Regions from separate parts of the Mus musculus genome. Here all the other regions are linked to region 1. Evidence: chromatin contacts called from public Hi-C and HiChIP or PLAC-seq data. All regions are on one chromosome and are shown on one strand. The core of a region is the stretch at or near the end of the contact, and the rest is flanking DNA. Distances in the headings are between cores, read along the strand shown.

Evidence for each region. A called contact is a pair of places that touch in the nucleus more often than the background predicts. HiChIP or PLAC-seq counts read pairs in DNA pulled down with a chosen protein or histone mark.
Region 2: a contact with region 1 is called in a Hi-C map of cortical neurons, with 3 times the contacts expected there. The contact joins the enhancer-like site here to the promoter of Dnajb12 in region 1. A contact is called at or near these places in 3 of 39 promoter capture datasets (embryonic stem cells, hippocampal neurons and liver), 1 of 15 datasets of contacts at CTCF or cohesin (embryonic stem cells), 12 of 484 Hi-C or Micro-C datasets (the G1E-ER4 cell line, the N1E-115 cell line, cerebral cortex and 5 more), 2 of 115 datasets of contacts at active chromatin or transcription factors (bone marrow-derived macrophages and stem cell-derived neural progenitor cells) and 1 of 9 other capture datasets (liver).
Region 3: an H3K4me3 HiChIP or PLAC-seq map of microglia shows a contact between it and region 1, with 9 times the contacts expected there. The contact joins the promoter of Sowahc here to the promoter of Dnajb12 in region 1. A contact is called at or near these places in 12 of 39 promoter capture datasets (the 3T3-L1 cell line, cranial neural crest, embryonic stem cells and 6 more), 1 of 15 datasets of contacts at CTCF or cohesin (embryonic stem cells), 18 of 484 Hi-C or Micro-C datasets (B cells, the C2C12 cell line, CD8 T cells and 13 more), 25 of 115 datasets of contacts at active chromatin or transcription factors (the NIH/3T3 cell line, astrocytes, bone marrow-derived dendritic cells and 19 more) and 3 of 9 other capture datasets (adipose tissue, liver and macrophages).
Region 4: a contact with region 1 is called in an H3K27ac HiChIP or PLAC-seq map of embryonic stem cells, with 6 times the contacts expected there. The contact joins the enhancer-like site here to the promoter of Dnajb12 in region 1. A contact is called at or near these places in 14 of 39 promoter capture datasets (the C10 cell line, the HPC-7 cell line, HPC-7-derived erythroid cells and 10 more), 1 of 15 datasets of contacts at CTCF or cohesin (CD8 T cells), 2 of 484 Hi-C or Micro-C datasets (bone marrow-derived macrophages and ventricular fibroblasts), 25 of 115 datasets of contacts at active chromatin or transcription factors (the 230-238 cell line, the SCID.adh cell line, bone marrow-derived macrophages and 16 more) and 3 of 9 other capture datasets (adipose tissue, embryonic stem cells and liver).

The regions. Positions count from the first base shown.
Region 1 is chr10:59,878,156-59,881,238 of GRCm38.p6, reverse strand. It overlaps Dnajb12 (DnaJ heat shock protein family (Hsp40) member B12), which reads right to left and starts at 1,656. Exons shown (of 9, transcript NM_019965.3): 1 at 1,429-1,656. The coding sequence starts at 1,561.
Region 2 is chr10:59,102,665-59,105,747 of GRCm38.p6, reverse strand. Sh3rf3 (SH3 domain containing ring finger 3) reads right to left here. Exons shown (of 10, transcript NM_172788.3): 8 at 1,257-1,576. Among named protein-coding and RNA genes, the nearest start is that of Gm23223, 91 kb to the left of the region's middle. Within about 2 kb of position 1,642, at least 12 of the 459 cell types and tissues checked have an H3K27ac peak or open chromatin away from gene starts, as enhancers often do. A contact at or near this core is called in cortical neurons and hippocampal neurons, where this site is marked.
Region 3 is chr10:59,220,481-59,223,563 of GRCm38.p6, reverse strand. Sowahc (sosondowah ankyrin repeat domain family member C) reads right to left here and starts at 1,642. Exons shown (of 1, transcript NM_172939.3): 1 at 1-1,642. The coding sequence starts at 1,520. Septin10 (septin 10) reads left to right here and starts at 2,064. Exons shown (of 10, transcript NM_001024911.3): 1 at 2,064-2,173. The coding sequence starts at 2,156.
Region 4 is chr10:59,352,945-59,356,027 of GRCm38.p6, reverse strand. It overlaps P4ha1 (procollagen-proline, 2-oxoglutarate 4-dioxygenase (proline 4-hydroxylase), alpha 1 polypeptide), which reads right to left. Exons shown (of 15, transcript NM_001316371.1): 9 at 608-678. Among named protein-coding and RNA genes, the nearest start is that of P4ha1, 31 kb to the right of the region's middle. Within about 2 kb of position 1,482, at least 9 of the 459 cell types and tissues checked have an H3K27ac peak or open chromatin away from gene starts, as enhancers often do. A contact at or near this core is called in embryonic stem cells, where this site is marked.

The DNA.
Region 1 (3,083 bases), core at 407-2,906:
GCCCTAAAGCTCTATTTCATCAGCTTTCTTAACTGCTCCTGGGCTACCAGCAGTAATCAGAATTCTGACAGTCTGCACCCCGCCTGGTGCTATCCACTTATAAAAAGGGAATTATCCCATAGGGAAGCAGTTACCAGAGCAGATCGAAACTCTCTCCTAGCAGAGGCAAAGAGACCAAAGATCAACCTGCAGAGTCAGGAGGGAGGAAAGTTCAGGAACGCAGCTGCCTCTAAGGTCAGCACTCCAAACCTGGGCAGGGAAGGTGAGAGGCTGGCTGCTGCGTCTTCATTTCATTTTAATAAACACGTATGGAATCTCAGGGTTTTCCACTTTCTAGCTGTGTCACATCCTAAGACGCTTATCGATGAGTTAGTTCCTCATCTTGAGAAGATAGAAGGGTGGTGTTCTGTCTTCCTGACTTTACAGGATCAGGTGGCAAAACACACGAGAAAGAACTTTCTACACAGAAAAGCACTATGGGTATTCTTGTTTATATACATTATCTGTTCCAACTTCCTGAACTTCCAGATGGGGAAACCCAAGCTCACGATGAGATGTGGGTCTCTTAATTCTGAAAGTCTGCTACATGTCAGAGAGTTTACTAACTCCACAGAAACAAATCCTGTGTCTTTCTCCTTCCCAGCTGGTATTAAAATTTTCTTTGGTCACTTCGGTTACAAACGCAAAAATGAGGGGGAGGTTACCAGGTAAAGTGAGACGATTGGGTAGCGAAGACAAGATCACTATTCCCTCCCTGGGTTGGGAGGTCTCAGACCTAGGCTATTAGCTACCTGGAGCTCAGCAGCCGTAGCAGTCCATAAGACCCGCCACCCGGGCTTGCTGAGGAAGAAGGTGGGATAGGGTGGCTGACACTGGGATCTTCAACAATCCATCCACTCCGAAACACCGCTTTCAAGAGACTGCAGGAAGGACTGCGAGTTGGAATGTCTTATTTCGCTAAGGGTTCTCTGATTGGAGCGAATGAATTCCTTCCCTCTCTAGAACCCATTCTCCCTTAGAATAGTTATGTTTATTTTCCTGAACTATAATATTTCCCAGGCCGGCCAGTGGCCCTGAGCCACCGAACAGCCCTCTGGGAGAAGTAGTTCGCTTTCGCGTCCACAAGAGTCCTCTTCACCGGGTCTCCCAGCGCGTCTCCTTCCCAGAAACCTCACATTCCAGAGGCCTCCACAAGCACTGGGAAGGGGTTGGGAGCCGGGCCCTCGGGGGTCTCCAGGGGGCCAGCATCCTAGAGACCGCGGCACCGCTGGACTACGAATCCCAGCAGCACCCGCGCGCGCCAGTGCGCAGGCGTAGCCGCGCCTCGCCACCCCTCCCCCCTCCGCCAACTGCTCCCGTCGGTCCGTTCCCGTGGTCCCCCGATCCGTGCTAATGCCCCCTTCGGTCCCTGCGGCGCCTCCCACTCACCGCTGACTCGTGGCGTCGGGTAGAGCCGCTGCGCCTTCTCCAGGAAGCGCAGCGCCCGCTCGGGCTGGTTGCTTTGGATGGCCTTGAGGGCGATGCTGATACAGCGCTCGGCTTCATCCTTGTTGGATTCCATGGCGGAACCCGAGCACGGAACCAGGGAGGGGGAGGCCGGGCGAGCGAAGGGCTGCGCCAGCCGCCGGCGCGTCGCGGGGCAGGCCGGCGCGGAAGGATGACATAACCCTCCGCCCCTCCTTCCCGGGATTTGAGTGAGGGTTGAACCCGGGCGGAAGCCCTACCGTATGTCTCCTAAGAAAGGGGCGTTCGGTTCGGAGGCGCTAGAACGCGCGGGCGCTCTAGAGCGCAAATGCTGAAGTTGAGTGTGCGCGCACGTTCGGGTGGTAGCCTCTGCGTTCCAGTCCGACTATCTGTGAATCGTACAGATGTTTACCGATTGTCAGACGCTGCTGTCTGATGTGGCAGTGGTATCAAAACAAAACCGTGTCCTCACAGAGCTTTCGTGGGTGGGGAGAAGTCAAGTAAACGGAAACATTCAGATAGTGACACAGTCAAGGCAAATATCGAAAAGTAGAGGGATGGAAGGGAGGGCTACCATTTAAGATAGCTTAATATATCAGAAACTCATTTTACAGGCTCTGAACTCTAAAGAAACAGGAACATGTGATTGGAGGAAGGGTGGTTCGACTGGAGGAAATAACAGATGGAAAGGCTCCGCATAAGGATTTTCGTTGTGAGTTATTGCGGGGATTAAGGAGGAGTTTACAGGAGTCACTACAGAGTCACACCAGTCAGGATGCAGCTCAGCCTACCTCCCACTTAAGTGACAGCAACTTAGTGAAGGTTGCCAATGACTTCCACTAGGCTAAATCTCCTGGCTATTTCTTAGCCCTTGCACTATGGTCTTTCACAAGAAACTACAATAAACCAAATGAATGTTAAAGGGTGCAATGCGATGGTGGTGTAAGCCTTCAATCCCAGCCCTTGGGAAGCAGAAGGACTCTGAGTTCAAGGCCAACCTGGTCTACAAAGTGAGTTCCAGGACAGCCAAAGGTACAAAGAGAAACTCTGTCTCGAGAAACAGACACAAACAAAAGTTAAAGAGCAGCTGTTATAATCAAGTGAGACTCGGTGAATATATATTCATCGAGTTGCAGATACACACACATATACATATATATAAAGCATAAATATATAACATAAACATATAAAACATATAAACACACACACACACACACACACAACTAGAAAAGATCATCCGAGTGAGATAATCCACACTCAGAAAAACAAACATGGTATCTCACTTATAAGTAGATTATAGCCATAGATAGAGTACAGGATAACCATTCTACAATCCACAGACCCAAAGAAGCTAAGTAACAAAAAGAGCCCAGGAAAGGATGTTTGAATCTCACTGAGAAGAGGAAATGAAATAGTCACAGGGGTAGAGGGAGGGATGGAGCAGGGTTGGAAAGGAGGTGGGCAGGGGAAGAGGAGGGGTGAGTGTTGGGAGAACTGCCATGGAGACTTAGCTGGGTCGGAACTCCCTCTGAGAAGTTTGAATATTAGATGTTTGATATAGGGAGGATGTATTGGCGATGGGAATGGCAATCGGGATTGTGCAACCATACGGTGTAGGG
Region 2 (3,083 bases), core at 393-2,892, 780 kb after region 1:
TGCAGCCAGCCAGCAAGTCTCTGAACAAGTGCAGCAAGGCAGAAGGCAACAGATTAACAACTGAATTGATTTTCAAGCACACATGGGCACAAAACACAGCATCCATACTTGACTTCACAGGGTGGGTGCCACCCTGGTTTTATCAGCCTCTTTCTACCCAGCCCACACATTGATGGAGGCAGCAGAGAGTGTAACCCGTGGTGATGAGTTTGGACCAGTGCTGGGGTGTACCTAGGTTCTAGAGGGAGAGGGGTCTGAAAGTTCTTGGAAGCTGATGAGTGGATTTAAAAATTAGGGCTGGGGATGTCCCTCAAGGGGGCTGTCCTCACCTCAAACACGTGAGATACACAGGATGCTTAGGAAACCCTATAGAAACATCTTCAAACAGCCACAGAACGTGGGAAAACCAAGTTGCCTGCCAAACACAACTGACAGACAATCTTAGACATCCTAGCAGCAAGACTGGAGTGCCTTGAAACATTTTTTGGATAGTGCATTTGATAGAAGATGCACCTGACCTTTAAATTTTATATTAAGCTTAAAGCTACGGCTACTAGAACATTCTCCATTCACTTTGTGGCTTGTGTTTTGCACTGATTTGTAAGTGGAGTGTGACCCTGGCTACTCCTCCCCTTGCTCCTAGCCACCAGGGCCAGCCCATCGACTCCAATCTTCTATAAAATACAAGAATAGCTGAAAATGGTTTCCATACCCACTACCAGGCTGGTGTCCTCCTGTTTTTCTCTTTCAGTTTTTTTTTTTTTCCAAGAAAGAAGCCCTTCCCATATGGCTGAACAGGTTGCAAACTGTGCAAGAATCATGCGTCCAAGGGACAGGGTGTCGCTCGCTCGCACCACAGAGAGTTATTGCAGATCTGTTTGTTTTTCACCATCTCATTCTGGCACATGGCAGTTAGGAGTCTTGTTCTGACAAGATGGCTGTATTACAATGAGCTTCTAGCAGGAGGGACCACGGTAGTCTATGGATGAGCAAGATGCCACCTTCTGATTTTCATCAAAACTGCAGTGGCATGAAAATTGTTGGCCCTGGCAGAACCCTGAGGCTAGCCTCTGCTTCTACTCTACCTTCTTGTTCTGGCTGTTATCCATGTCAGAGGCCCTGCCACATGCAATATACAGAACATCAATGAGCACACTGAAACCTCACCTGTTCTCGGCACCATTGGCAAGTGTGTGAGAAGGACCCAGTAGCCAGCCAGCTCCAGGTTCAGGGTTAGCCCAGGATGGCCCACTAACCTTTTCGTTTTTCTTGTCATCTGGCTTGAAGCCCGTGTTGATGAGGCTGGGTGTGGACAGGCCGCTGATGGGTGTCCCTCCGACCTCCCCGCTCAGATTGGCTGCACTGACATTGGGGGGTGTGATGGCGGAGGCCGCTGATGTGAAGGGGATGGCTGGCCGGGGACACATCTGTGCCGGGGACTGCTGGCCATGCTGTGGGGACGCCACAGAGCGGGGTCTCAGGCCGGTGCTGGGCAGGCGGGATGGAGAAGTCTGAGTGCGCAGGGGTGACACGGTGGCAGTTGGCCGGTCCAGGGCCTGGGCAGAGGCATGGGTAGCTGGAGGGGTGGAAGGGAGAAAGGTTAGTGTACATGTGGCCATGCGATTTGCAGAGCATTCTCCTCTTGGGCTTGACTTCTGACCTTGGAGGGTTCTGAACACTCCATACTTGGCTGCCATCACAATGTGTGGCACTGCTGGTTTCAGAATTTGAGATACAGTGCAAACAGTATCCTCAGCCTCCAAATATGCCATGACTATAAAACACACTTGGACATCTTAACAGCATCTGCAGGTGGGAGGCCTCTCCACACCACACCCCAGGCCTTTGTCTGTGAGCTGGCCATTCCTCTGATGTCTGTTAGGTCCACTCAGTGACATGATGTCTTGAGGCTACAGCTGATCTTATGAAAACCAGGCAATATAGAAAAGGTCTTGTGCTACGCCCACTCCAGTGAAGTCTGCCTGTTGGGTCTAACAGCCTGAAGGCAGTCACGAGGCAAAGAGTTTCAAGAAAACTACGCCTCCTGGAACCTTGGCATTCTCATAACCCGTATACTCAAACCCTGTCCCCACGTTAGTCTGGTGTATGCGCTCTTTCAGTATTGTTTTATTATAAACAGATTATAAAAAGATTGATTTTTGACATAGGTAAGCCTCCACCAGTGTTCCAATGGCCCCTAGAAAATCCTTGAAGCTGCAGAGCTTGGAATTCAGTAAGAAGGTTACCTATTCAGTCACATTCAATTTCACTTCTAGTAGAGACAGTGAAACCAATTAGGCATTACAAAGAACAGAGCTAGAATAGCTCAGGGCTGGTCTGCAGAGTGATTACTTAGGACAGTAGCCGAGTCTCACCCAAACCAGGGAATGCCCAATAGCCTATCGAATAGGTTGGGTTAACCATGTATGAGTTAGTAGAAGGGAATTCCCCTGGAACAGGGTTCTTCACTAGGTCCAAAGGAACAGCATAATCAGGCATTTACTAAGAACCCCTGGTGGTGGGCTTAACAATAGATTAGATTACACCTGGCCTGGTCCCCGCCATCTTTTGATGTATGCATTCCTTTTGTTTTGTGTCATTGTAACTTGGTGGATGTGTTCGCCTGGCTTTTCTTGTTTCTTCTTCTGTATAAAAAAGTCCGGTTTTCATTTGGACGTTACATTCAGATTCAACACACTCTCTCGTGTCTGCGTGTGTTCGTCACCCCACTCTCGCTGACTCTATGCCCATCTGTCCGAGACTCTGATTCCCACAGATTGAGGGGGGCCCACTGGCAGTCAGTCTTGAGGTATGGGTTTCTTGAAAGAAATCATTTGAGGCTTCAGAGCGGGGTTGGGAACCCAGCATTTGAATATCCCGGACAGCATGCCTCACGGCTTGAGGGGAAGGTCAGGCAGTTATGGAAATCAGTGAATCCACTGAGGGATTCATCACCTGTGACTCTTGACCAGGACTGTGGGTTCCTATCCATGACCAGCCCTTGAGAGGTGACAGCAGTCAGCTATAAGCCATTGCCCTGGAGCCTCAGAAGCTGTCTCTAGGGCCACTCAGGACTCCCCATA
Region 3 (3,083 bases), core at 393-2,892, 660 kb after region 1:
TTCGGTCTCAGTTTAAAGGAAGATGAGTAGCCTCTAAGAGACCTTTCCTCCTCCTCCTCCTCCTCCTCCTCCCCTTCCTCCAGTGTCGGTTTAGCATCCCTGAAGGAGGGAGTGGTGTGAATGATCTGGGTTCGGAATCGGATTTTGTTGAGTCGTGGCTTCATCCGTCCACTTGAGCTGCCCGAGGCTTTGCGACCTGAATCTTTTGCTTTGCTTCCTCCAGTCCATCCCTCGGGGACGTGGTGGTGAAGTTCAGCTCCGTCTTCCACGACCGGGGAGAGTTTGTGAGTGATGTGTGAGGGGAGCACCTTTGAAAGTCTCCAGCGCCCACCCCCGCGGGCGGCAGGGCTGTCTCCATCATCTTCATCCAGGGCTCCCACCAGGTTCTTTATCTCCTCTGCGATGCTCTCGCTCAGATACTGAGAGGCCTTTCTCCCGCTGTAGTCCCTGATGTCTACATCTGCGTCGTAGGCCCCCACTAGTAACTTCACCACCTCTACATGCCCATGCATCGCTGCCAAATGTAGGGCAGTGTAGCCTCCGCTCGACTTGGCATTGATGTTCACTGGCAGCTGGTGTTTGGTGGCAAAGTTGACCAACATGGCCAGGAGCTCTTGCCTGCCGTGCTTGGCGGCCCAGTGGAGACAAGTGAAGCCGGTGATGAAGTCTCGCTTCGAGAGCAGGCCGGGCTCACAAGTGAGCAGCCCTTCTAGGCTGTCCCACTTGCCCTCGGAAGCTGAGAGCATCCAGGCGTGATCCAGGGGATCCAGGGTAACCGAGGCCCCGACGCTGCTCTCCTCTTCTGCGGACGAAGAAGCTAACGATGCGGTATCGGAGTCGCCCCCTCCTCTGCTGCGACCTCCAGCGTTACCGTCCCCAGGACCCACGCTCCTCTTTAGTTGCGGGGAGCTGCCCAACACCAGGTCCCGAAAGTTCTGACGGGCCGACCTGGGTGTGTTTGGCCCACTAGGGGAACTGCCCCCTTCAGCCTCCCCCTGTGGAGGGAGTTTAAGGTTCTCGCTGGACCCGGGACCCGACGCCCAGGACACGGCCTCGACCTCCTGTGGTGGCGAGTCCTTACCTTGGGCCCCACCTTGAGCAGGGGCTGGAGGCTCTTGGTCGCTCACTTCGCCACCCAGTCCGAGAGACAACTGTGGATTTGCCTCCTGGAGCTGGCTGCCCTCGCAAGGCTCCGCTGCAAGGTCCGGGACTTGAGGCTCCTCAGTCACCTCGATACGCGGGGGCTCTCGGGGGAGCTTGGCCTCAAGCGGGGGGGAATCCCCCGTACAGAACCTTTTCTTGAGATGCACATACTTGGTACCATCCGCGGGATCGGTGCGCACGGTGGCCACGGCATTGACCAGTTCCTTGAAGCGCTCGCGGGCGCGGGTGCGCTGTTCGCGCTGGCCACCCAGGACGTCCCTGAAGTGTTGCACCAATTCCGAGTGTCCCGCCCGGCCCCCACGCTCGGCGAGGAAGCGCAGGATCGCCTCCGAGCTCAGCTCCAGTGACCCCTCCATTCACCGCGGCTCAGCTTCTCAGCCCCAGGAGCGCTCAGCCAGACACCATGGCCGGACGCCTGGAGGACCCGGAGAGCGGCTTGGGTCTCAGTGGCTGGCAGCACGCGCGATCCCAGCTTTGAAGAGTCTCGAGTCCCGCGAGCGCTGACACCGCCTCACTGGGGCCGCGTCCCAGTGGACACGCCCCGCCACACCCACTTCCGCTCGGGACTCAATCTCGGCGACAGTCCCCGGCCCGAGGCCCCGCCCACTTCCGGGCTCCGCGCGGGCTCGCAGCCACTGTTTCCGCCAGTGGCGGGAGGCGAGGGACCCAGAGCTTGGCCTCCGAGGCTCACGTTTCCACTCACCCTCCCCACACACTTGGCTTTTCGTCAAAACGCCCGGTGGGGCACACCCGGGAGAAGCTCGCCCCGAGCGCGGGAAACCCTGGTAGTCCCTGGCGCGTTCCCGCAGCCCTCCGCCTCGGCCCCGCCCCAGCCTCTCAGCAGAGGCCGCCCCGCCCATTAACGGCTGCGGGGCGCCGGGCACGCCCCTTGTCCCGCCAGTTACGCCCAGCGGGTCTCTCTCTGAAGCGGCCCGGGACCTGTGTTTGCGTCCAGCCTGAGACCACCGTTTCCCTACGTCCCACCAGGGCTATGGCCTCATGCGACGAGGTACAGCAGCTGGTGAGCCCCGCGCCCTTGGGTTCCCCGAGCCCCCGCCCCGCCCCGCCCGGTCGCCTCTGGGCCAGCGAGATTGTGACCGTGCGGCTCCGGGACTCCGCGTGTCGTGGAGAGGGGGCTCCCTGTTGCCCCAGGGCGAGGGCTGAAGAGCTCTGGCGAGCGACTGCATGTTGGGGAAAAGTTACATTTTCCAGGCTTCCTGGTCCTGGCCAAAGCGGGGTGGTGTAAATGAAATCCAGGATGATGATCGATGCCTATCACTTTGTAACGGTTTTTTTTTTCCTTTTCCCCGACTTAAATCAGGCCTTGGAATCCGCCTGATTTTGTGCAATTGTGTACACGTACATGGCTACTGACCGGAAAGTCGGCTTCCTTAGATTTTCCAAAGCTCGCGGGTTTACTGTAATGCTTGGCGGTTTTGTTTGGCTTTCCCGTCCCCTTGTAATGAAAAAAAAAAAAAACAACAAAAAAAAAACAAACAAACCACTTGACCGATCCAATGTTTTGTGCGGTTCAAATAACTTGAAAAACTTATCTTAGTTGATATAGGATATAAGCCATAGTTATCCGAGAGGTCATACTGTTTTCATAATACCAATCTCTTGTAATCTTGCTTTTGTTCCCATCATTTTAAGATTGTATGTGGAATCTTCCAGTTGTCGCAGGGGGTAGAATAGATTCTATTTCTACTTCCCTAACAGCTGCACGCAGTAAATTATTTTTCTCTACTTTAAGAAACTCTAATATTTCCCTTATCCAATATTAATGAAAGTAATCCTCTTAACTAACTCTATTGAATCCTTTGGCATTGGTAGTATTTTTGTCGGATTCTTAATCTCAAGCAACATTTCCCAAATAACTTTCTACTTACCTGAAACAAGTGACTCTTATTATTATCTTC
Region 4 (3,083 bases), core at 233-2,732, 530 kb after region 1:
TATTTCTATAATTGTTGCATCTGTGGAAAAATATTACTTAGGGTTAGACTAAAACAATTCAGTGCAATGACATTCCTGTTTTCACTGTGATCTGAGCAGCCTTTTATCCCGTGAGCCAACAGAGAGGTCAATGCTATACTAACTCACTCAGCCCCTAACTCTGAGTTATGCAGCTGAGTTGTACCATGGTTAACTCTAAAAGTTACTTCTAAATGTTGCTAAAAGCAAGGGATTTTAAACTGACTTATAGTAGCTTCTTTGTCCTTCTAGACATTTCTTCAACAGCTACTAGTGACCCATATAGCCCCAGCTTCACGGCAGAGTTTGCCTTGGGTCTTGCTCTGGGCAGAGCCTTTTAGAAGTTCTTCCCTATCGGTTGGCACTGCCAGAGCTTCCCCTGGCATTCACTGTATACTAGTCAATGACTAGGAATTGCATGGAACTGCCTGTATCTGTCTATTGGTCCATCGTGAAAATCAAGTACACATACCAAAAGCTTGATCTGAAATCTAGGTCTTAGAAACTATATCATATAAATATGGTCAAAATTAGATCCTCAGGAAAGAGCACTCCAAATATGCCTCAAGTTCTGTCCATTCTCCCTTACCTCTTAGATACTCTGTACTGTGCTGTGGTCAATTTCCCCGTCTCAGGGTCATGTACTGTAGCTCGGCTCAGCTACAAAAAGAAAAAAGAGAAAGGACAAGGCTTACACTCCAGCAGGCTGTCTCTGGGCTTTGTTCTCTGTTTTGCCAAGCCACAGGTGATTGGAAGGATTGATTGGTCTGCCTGGTGGGTAATGGTTCGAATCATAAAACACTCAGAAAGGTGGCAAGAAGAGCCACTCGTTCGTTCGTCCGGAGAGAATCTGACTGTAAATGTATTTATTGTCCTTTCACTTTTTTAAGACTAAACCCTTTGAGGCGTATGTCAATGATCTGCAGCAGTGGGTTTCACAGGAGCTCTCCCAAGTCTAGAAGTTTAATGCTTCAAATATAGATCAACAAGTTTTCTAAATTAGTTGATCATTTTGAAACTTTCATCAAGACAAGCTGGCTTTTCTCTAAACCATCCAAGTCAACGGAGGTGGGAAGTGATTTGGAAGGCTGAGCTCAGAAGCACAGCTGCTCTTTCCAGAGCCAACTTGTAGGCCAGTGGCTTGGTTTTTGTTTTTGTTTTAATAAAAAACTTCAGACCAGATTACTCCATATGACAAGGACAGCCTGGAGGTAAAAGACAACAGCAGACAATCACCACAGGGGAGGGTGTGTGAGCAGCACTCCACCCTGGGTGAACACACTGCCTCTTTTTTCTTTCTTAATTTCACATGCTCACAACAAAGGCAAAAGAAAAGGACCAGGCAATTTCCTGAGTGTTTAATACCTGATCATGACAATGCACTTAGTTCCTGAAACTCGAGGCCAATCAGAGATTAAAAACCAGAACTTCTAGTCAAGGGAAAACCCGTGAAACACAAGCACTCATTCACGCACTGCTCTGGAGTGTATGGCGGCCACTTGAGCTGGAGACTGGAGACGATCCACTTCGGTTAAGAAGAATTCTGGTAGGATGTTCAAAACGCTCGTTAGGAGGAAAGTATGTGGCATCCAATCTTACCTTTTGCTAATTCTGTAATGTACCGTCTCCAAGGCTCCTGTTACTGGGTTTGAAATGGTGGCTCGCCTCAGCTGTGAAGCCAACCGTCAAAACAGTTGCATTACAAGACAAAAAAACGATCACATTTCCCTAACCAGCCACAATGCTGGGTTTTCTTTTCTTTCTTCTTTAAACAAAAGAAGGTGAATAGAAAATAACTCAATACCCTTCCAATCACCTTGTGTCGCGCCTTGAAAGCCAGTTAGTTTTATGTTTCTTAAAAACTATTTTACTTGCTTTTCACTGCGTGAATAGAGGTCACACAAACAGAAAAGGTTGGAATTAATTTCTTCAGTAGGATAGAACATTGATAACGTGAAGAAAAGGCTCTAAAATGCAAAGTACCATTGATATTATAAGAATGGCCATTTGTAACTAATTAATCATGGACTCTAAAACCTCAGATTGTGACTCGTGACAACATGATTAGAGGGTCCCAATATTGTCTAAAATTTATTTTAAGGTCATTCTTTCCTCTTTTCAAGAGAAAGTGTGTACTTAACAGTATGTACAGTAAAACAGCCTTTCCACAGCCATGCAGGTAAAAGGAATGCATAGTCTTAACAGAAATGCTGACAGCCAAGAGAATAAAAAAAACAAAATTTAAATGGGAGGTTGATGCTGAAATAACAGAAAAATTAACTTTCACTGCCACTAAATTTACTGCTCAAAAATAATCTCAACTAAAACATTTCCTATGAAGCCTGGGGCCTTCCATCTCAAAAGTGAATTCTTAACAAAGATTCTACCAAGAAATACTGGTAAACTGGGTCTGACTATAAATAAGGGACCGAGTTAGGAATTCTAAAGAGAATGAGAAAATATGGAATGATTTTAAGAGGTTTTCTGCTAGGCAGCCAATTTGCTATATCTCTGGACAGCACCCATTGCATCACAAAAACTACATGATTTAAGGGGGGAAAAAAAGTGTTAATTTGGAAAAATAATAAAACTTTAAAAACTTTGAAATTTATCTAAGTATATACACACCTGGCCAGCAAACCCACTAGCCAAATAAACTGCCATCAGCTTTTAGAAATAAAATCTTGATTGTACCATAACCACCTCATTTATTTTCCTATTTTCTTTGGCTGCCTTTACACCAGATGGCAGAGCTGAGCAGTCGTGACAAGAGACCACACAGATGACAAAGCCCTCTAGAACATTTGCTACCTCAGCCTTTAGAGAAATAGATCAACCTTACATGTTATGGAAGAAAAACTAATAATCAGAATGTACTTAATAATGTCTACAAAAGTTTGCATTTTATCTTTAATAAGATGTACTGTCTTAAAGAACAAGATGGTAGGAAAAGGTAAGGGCAGAGAGGTAGTCTCCACTCTACACTCTCACACAAAAGACAAGTTTCTATGCCAAACACTGAAAGTGTAGAATTTGGCATAATTCACATTCAACTACTTTTCTTA